Linked DNA regions of Mus musculus: region 2 is linked to region 1. The links are chromatin contacts, called in public promoter capture Hi-C maps. All regions are on one chromosome and are shown on one strand. Each heading gives the region's core, a stretch centred on a gene start, on an enhancer-like site or on the middle of the called end of the contact. The rest is flanking DNA. Distances are from core to core; before and after follow the strand shown.

The links. Promoter capture Hi-C pulls out the DNA fragments that hold promoters and counts their contacts.
Region 2: a promoter capture Hi-C map of embryonic stem cells shows a contact between it and region 1, with 3 times the contacts expected there. The contact joins the enhancer-like site here to the promoter of Pla2r1 in region 1. A contact is called at or near these places in 8 of 39 promoter capture datasets (the C10 cell line, cranial neural crest, embryonic stem cells and 3 more) and 1 of 9 other capture datasets (embryonic stem cells).

Annotation. Positions count from the first base shown.
Region 1 is chr2:60,551,228-60,555,045 of GRCm38.p6, reverse strand. It overlaps Pla2r1 (phospholipase A2 receptor 1), which reads left to right and starts at 1,738. Exons shown (of 30, transcript NM_008867.2): 1 at 1,738-2,036. The coding sequence starts at 1,916. It overlaps Gm13583 (a long non-coding RNA gene), which reads right to left. Exons shown (of 3, transcript XR_374557.4): 3 at 2,030-2,258.
Region 2 is chr2:61,554,361-61,558,178 of GRCm38.p6, reverse strand. No RefSeq gene overlaps it. Among named protein-coding and RNA genes, the nearest start is that of Gm33841, 23 kb to the right of the region's middle. Within about 2 kb of position 2,133, at least 10 of the 459 cell types and tissues checked have an H3K27ac peak or open chromatin away from gene starts, as enhancers often do.

The DNA.
Region 1 (3,818 bases), core at 489-2,988:
TTCAGAATATTATTTGCATGGATGGGGAAAGACTCCCCTGCCTCATTATACAGAAGCTAAACTTGAGGCCCTACCAATTTAAAGGCTTAACCATGGTGCCTGCTGTCCTAGGGTGCCTGGTGGCTGCATTGTTCCAGCTTGTCACACATCCTCTCTGATAAATGCTTCATCCTAACCTTTGTTTCTCACCACTTCTGGTCTCAGCCAGCCTCTCCTTCCCACATCACCACTCGTGGTGTGACCATCAGAGCCCATTCCAGTTCCTCCTGTCTTGCTCCCCTTTGGTCTCACTGCCCTGCTTCCTTCAGAGATTAATATCAGCAACCAACTCGGTTATCTAATTAGGCCACATGGATTGCATCTGCCTGCCACAACTGATGCCAGTCATCTTAATGAGGACTGAATCTTCCCACTACAGGCAACATTCCCACAGTAGTGTGGTTCGAGGCCAACAGAGAGAAAGTCGGGGTTGGTGACTGCAGACTGTGTGGTATGCGGTGCTCACAACATGCGTTTTCTGCCTATTGTCAGGAAAGACTTCTGTGTATACTGCTATTCTATAGACTCGAGAAGTACACATTGAGTCTTCTCTCGTCTTCCTCTTCAGCCTTAGTCCTTCAATTTCCTTCTCAGAGGACAACCAGACATCTTTCCTTAAGCCATGCCCCTGATACCTCCAATCCCAAGACTTCTCAAGACTCTCACTGTGACTGAAGTATACACATCTTGCTAGCTCACAGAACTCAAGGCTTACTTAACCTCCACCAGCAAGCTGTCTAGGTTCCAGCAAGACTAAGGCCCTATCTCCCTCCGACCATCACTCCTGGCTATGCATACCTTGTAGGCAGAGGCATATTTCCTGAGTCTGGCACTGTAATTGTCGGTTTTGTTATTGGCAAAGTAAGACAGGTCCTCCAAGATCCCATCATCTGTCCTCCTTTCCCCCAGGTTCCCTTTTACTGTCTTCCCACTTCTGTTTTACCCGCTATGCCAAGGTCTTACTTAGGCAAGGGCCTTGTATCAGACTGCTTGCTCTCTTATGTATTGAATGCTTCCTGTATAATAAATGTTAGTTATTTGGCGGGGAAGGTGGGCAGTTAGAAAGACTGCGACTGGTCACGGTTTGGGCAGCCTGATGTTTTGTATTTATTTGTTGTTGTCTACTAATTTAGGGAGTAAGTTTTGTTGAGTTAAGGAGTAACCGAGATCCAGTCACACACCTTTCTGACTGGGTTCTTCAACTCTACAGTGTGGGATATTTGATTAGATGAAGATGATCTAAGAAAACGGAAGCCTGGGGTTATTTTAAAATAGGATAAAGCTGGATACTGAAGGTGACTTCTGGTTACTCTGGAGCAATGTTGAAGACCAGGTTGGGCCCCTAGGTGTCTCCTGTGCTCTGCATTCCAGAGGCATCCCGGGCCTGAGTTCACCCGGCAGCTCTTTTGACTCCTCTGCCGGCAGCCAAACCCTTGCAAATCCAGTGGGCAGGTTTCTTCTCCTGGAGAGGATTAGCTCGCTCACCCACACTGGGGACGGGTGACCAGGAATTGCAGCAAATCCGAGAGAGAAGTTTGAGCACTCATGGAGCAGGGAAGGGGAGCCACGGTGCTGCTTTAGCCCTACTTTCTCCTAACCCCAAAAGGCCAGAGTGTTTAAGCTGCACAGGGCCCGGCCCTTTTTCCTGCTCCCTCCCCAAAGCAGTGTGGGCGGGGCGGCGAAAACTCCGCTATTTGCGTCTCCACGCCCAGAGTCCCAAGTGTACACGCTGTGGCGACAAGGGAGGCGAGTTCATCTCCAGGGCTCTGGGATGGCGTGGTCCTCAAGAAGAGTGGTAGCTTCTCTTGCCTCCTGCAGCCTAGTCCAGAGCAGGGGACACGGTTCTGATTCCCGTGGGTGTCACCTAGCGTGCCTGATGGTGCAATGGTTAGCGATGCTGCAGCTGCTCTGGCTGCAACAGCTGCTGCTGCTGGGGATTCACCAGGGCATCGCCCAAGATTTGACTCACATCCAGGAACCGTCCCTCGAGTGGCGTGGTGAGTGTCCGCAGCGCCGAACTGGGGGCTGATTGGCACCCGGGACTCGGGGCGGAAAACGGGTAGGAGTTGAGCAAGACAAGTAAGAGCAAGGCCTAGTTTGTATTGTGGTTGCTTGTGTACTGTCCCGGGGCAGATGGGACAGTCTCTTCCGCACATCCTCTTGTCCTCCAAATTAGGGCGAGGTAAGGGGCAGGGTCTTGCCTTCCAGGCTTGCGGGACCTAGGAGAGTAGAAATAGTTTCAAAATGCAAACTTTACACGGGTTGATTAAGAGGGTCACCTTTCAGATAATGCTGACAAAAAGATGTCTTCTTTCATTACCTTCCAAAGGGAGAAGTTGGATCTACATTCTACAGATAACCCCCAAACAGGCCTGTCTGCTACGCCCCTTGGGGAGGCGGGGCTCAGTGGGGTGGACAGCGATGGGATTTGTACCTTCTGGTCCTCCGTTTCTCTAGGCTGAACAATGGCTCTATAATATTCATGAACCACTGACAAATAAGTTACACAGCCCCCGACACGCGTACAAACTGATAAATGCAGCATCGGTTTGAGCATCAGCCCACATACAGTAAGGCCCCAACGTGAGCATAGAAGGAAGCCCAAGGAAAAGAATCAGTGTCCGCAAGGAGCAACTCAGGCCCGAGTCTCTGAGACATAAAAGGTGTGTCCCTGAACGCGTGACTGTGCCGTGATCAAAGGCAAGCAGGTGGCCTTAAACCAGAAGGAGCCTCCTGGCAGCTCCTGTGCGTTCTGTCCTAGGAAAACCTTTGGCGAAGAGGCATAAAACAAGATGTAATCCAGTTCTTTGTTCTTTTATTTTTCCTTCAACATATGCACACATTTTTAAGTTGTTTTTTTTTTTTTTTTTTTCCCTCAGTTGTACTTCAGAGCACTCTAGGGGCTTTATCCTCACCAAGGCTAAACCACACCAGCTCTTCCTATTCTGGAGCAGCCAGAAATGCTCTTAGGTATTTTTCAGTTAAGTAAAACTCTAAGTACACAGGGGCAAGCATATGCATAGATAGGCAGTTGGCCACTTTGTATCTTAGCGTGGAGATCCTGCCTGGGCTTAAGTGTTAGGAAAGGGCAGCAGCTTGTGAGACTAGCTGGGACTCAGCCACAGGAAGCCTGATCCGAGATCCTCCCAGTCAGGGTCAGCACCCACTGGGAGCTAATCCTTTCTATATTTGGCAGACCCAAATCCTGACCTGAGATAGTGGCTGAAGAGGCCTTCTTTTCCATAATCAAGGGCACTTTGAATATGAAAACAACCAGCTCCCTGCCATACTCCCCAGGTACAGCCTGCAAATCTGGAGTTCAACATTGCAGACCCAGAGATTCTCCAAACACAGGCGCTGTGGTTGATGCACTAAAAGTATAGGCATTCTGCACTAGCTACCACACAGTCTCTCTTCCTGACCCCATCACCTGCACCAGTAGAATTGCAAGTGAATTGTAGACAAGCCTGAAATCGAGTTTTTATTAGCAAAGAAGGGAAAACAAAATATTGGTATTGGGGAAAAGAGTGGAGGTGTCCCTTGTCTCCTGCACCCCAGTCCAGAGCAGAGGGCATGATTGTGGTTCCCGAGGGCATCACCTAGCGTGCCTGATGGTTCAATGGTTAGTGATACTGCAGCAGCTGCTGCTGGGGGTACACCAGGGCATCACCCAAGATTTGACCCACACCCAGGAATTGGCCCTTGAGTGGCACAGAAGTAGACAGTGTCTACTTCTCTGTGTTAGGGCTTCTCTGGTTATGGTAAACACTATGAGCAAA
Region 2 (3,818 bases), core at 884-3,383, 1.0 Mb before region 1:
TTGTCATTGCAATGTTACCAAACAGTGAGCAAGTCAATGTATCTGAGACCACACAATGATTGACATTTTATAAGTCAAACAGAGAGATACGGAACCTCATTCTGTGACTGCTGTTTCCAGCTCTGAGGACGGCTGATACAGTTTTTTGACAGTGTGGAGAGATGTGTAATGTTGGTTCATAACCACAAGCTGTAGAGTCAGAAGGTAGCCTTAACTTGGTGACTTGGCACACGTTGCTTTCTTAAATGGGAACGAAGTGAGATTAAGAACAACAATGTCACCAACACATTTGCATGCAGTTGTTCTTTGCTGAGAATATGTGCATGTTTGTGCATGCGTGTGTGCGTGTGTGTCTGTGTGTGTGCGATTTTATAATTCTCTGCTTTTTAAACTTTATTTACCAAAGCTAGGCATATCTTGCAAACATACTTATATGGGACCACTTGTATGTTACAGAGCAATGCTAGGGGATGCCATAAACCCGAGGGTCACTGCTCCATGTGAGTGAGTAAGCTTCTTGCCCTTAATTAAAATCCTTTACCAAGTTGTTTTTGTTGTTTTTACAAATCATCAAGTTCACCTAAGACTCAACTTAGAAAATTATCTTTCCACCTTAAATGAAAAGACAGACTGACCTTGGAATCATGTTCTATCTAAATCACTGCCTCTTTCACACCTCAGAGGAGTGAGGGCAGATCATTTTTTTCATGCCTACATTGTGAGCCACTATAGAAAGTAGGAACTATATTTTTCAACCTATGTTTCGTTAAGTATGGTTCAGTGCCCGCCAAGGCACTGTTGGTTGATACATTTTTATCAAATGAGAAGAATGAATAAATGTCAATAGTTTAATAGCGGCGGGGATATTAAAGAGCTTTTCAGGTTCCCTGGGTCTATTGACAGATTTTTGAGCTCTAATGACTACATCTCATTTTAAATGTGTTTTCCCTGCTAATTAATCTTACCACAGTTCACAAATGCTCATAAAATAGCAAGGTCATTCACCTAAGAGTGTTTTCTGCCCCTCGCTCCCTTATTAAGCATCCCTGGCAATGATTTGGACTTCCCCAAAGAGTTGTTATATAGATTTCATATCATTTAGAGGGAGAAAGAAGGGAACAATATGATCAATGAAATTAAAGCTTTTGCATAATTAGGGGAAAAGCACCTTTTGCCTGGCACAACTTCAATCTTCTTTCCCACCAGCTGCTAAGTCATTTTCATATCCCTGGCTGCTTTCTCCAAGCACAAACACACCTGTTCTCCCAGTTCAGCATCCATTTTATGTTGGCGCCTTGTGAGCAGGAGATGGGAGTGTGTTTGACTTGCGTCAGAGAGCTGAATAATCATCTTGATTCTGAGATGGCAGTCGTCCACTTTGGCAGAGGTAGGTAACTGAGTACTGGCCAACTTCAGAATTTTTCTCCTGAGACTTTGAGCAGGACAGGCCACTTAGCAAATAGTTTGTAGGATCATTACACACTTGTATTTCTTCTCTGGTCCACTTATTTCTCTCTTAATCTGCAAAAAATGCTTCTGGAGTATTTGTGCCTGATGCAATGGTCAGAAGGCTATATCACAACAAACCAATCGTGTGCTCTGAAGTTCAGTTTGACAAGGAAGGGTGGTTTTAAAGGAAAGGTTAGTCCATTCTATCTTTCCTGAGGACTAGGAGTAATACAGAATATGAAAATACCAAGGGATGTTGAGTACTTTAGATAGGGTTCGAGAAACTTGGGAGATAAATTCAGGACTGTTGTCTGACTGGAGAGAAGCTAGGATTCCAAATTGAGAGATGGTCTCATAGAAAAGGAGATCAGAGACTGTCTCAGCCCCTTTGTTGTAGCCAACATGGCAACTCCTTCCCTGGCACTCAAGGAAGAAACTTGATCAGATGCATAAAGTCTGCACAGCGTACACACAAATGTGAAAAAAAGATAAAGGCGAGTGGTAGAGCTGAAGATGAAGGGAGGCCAATGTTAGAGTAATTGTCGTACTGACTGGCAGGATCTGGCAAATGTGAGGGCTAGTCACTCTCCTGCTAGACTTTTAGGTTCTCATTAGGTAGAGATGAACATTCAAGGTTTTAGTATGGACTCTCCATCATGTGCCTCCTACAGGATGTTCAGGGTGACTGGTTCATTTGTCAGGGAAATTGCTTGTAGTCTCCACCCCTGGCTGATTTACAATAGTTTCCAAAATAATGGTGTCATTCTGAGGATTTCTTTCCATTGTTCTAATCTGTATTCCTTCCATCTGGCTCGTACATCACTCATCTTAATTAGTAACATGCCATCCTTGTCTGGTTCTCTTTTGCCAGCAAGTCATTCATTTCTGAAATAACTTCTTCACCTCCGTCATATAGTTTAGTATTTGCAACAGGAAAACAGTAACCTCGCACATTCTTCCCTTAGCAGGGAAAAAAAATGAAATCATCCACAGCAATGCTAATTAAGTGGAGTTCAACATTAGCTTTAATTTAAATCACCTCTCCTGAGACTTCCTAGCATATACCCGGGGTGTCATAAAATATGAAGCCACACTCCCTCTCAATTAGCATCCATTTATTTGGGAACAACACCAAGCAGCAATAAACAGGCACAACCTGTTCTTTTTCTCTCATATTCTGCCCAGCAGCAGCCTGCTCATCGTTTCGCTTCCGAAGCAGCATCTCCCTCTCTGTGACTGTGTTAATCCACAAGTCGGGCAAGGTAAAGATGCGTTCCAGGCATTTTCCCTGTCAAATCTTCAGTGCGGAACTGTATCACAGTAGTGAGTTGGCTACAGAAACAATTTACATACAATTAAAAGGAACACTAGGTCAGCCTTGAAGTAAAAAAAATGCTTTAGCCAGAGGTGTCTGTATACAGAAAGCAACTTGGAAGTGGAGGTAGTGGAAGAGAGAGAGGCATGATCTGACTCTGTTAGGTTCTCAAATCAGGCCTTTATAGGAAATCCCTTTTTATATCTGCTGTATACTGCCACGTCCTCTGTTGGCCAGTGCTCCCATCACTGAGCCTTCCTGATCTCCCTCCCTCATTGCTGTGAACTGCTGGCACCTACCGATAATGGCACGATGGTGCTCTCATTTATGGTGTTCATTTAGCCACCCCAGGGAAACACCTGAATCATAGGCGGAGCTTTAATGTTGTATTGCTCTACTTTCATTTCATGGACGTTAAGTGCCAATAGAGAACACTTTTATTTTTAAACACATTTTAAAATAAGATGGTTTTAAAACTATACGCTTCTCATATACAGTAAGATATCTTGAAGCATATGCACACATAGTAGTTAAATCCAGGTAATTAACAAATGTGTCACCTCACATGGTTATTATTACAAAAAGAATACTTAGCACCCCTTATATTGTAACATAGAATCATTAACTATAGTTATCAAACTTGATATTATTCCTCCCAACTACACTTTTATAATCTTTAATCAATAGCTCTTCCTTACCCTCCTCCAACTACTTCTGCCTCTGGTAGCTACCATTCAACTCTCTATTTCTGTAGAATCTACTTTTGCAGATTTCATAAATGAGATCCCTGGGTATTCATTTATCTGTACTTATCCTAATTTTTTCGTCATTCATGTTGTCTAGATTTACTCAGATTATCACCAATGGCAGAATTTCCTTCATTGTGGCTGGAGTGTGGGGTACATACATCACATTTTCTTTGCCCATTCATTCCTTAGTCGACAATGAAGTTTATTTATCTTGGTTACTGTGAATCCTGTTGCAGCTAGCATGGGAGTGCAGATGTCTTATCCATATACTAATAAAGTAATCGTATCACTTTAATGTAGATCTA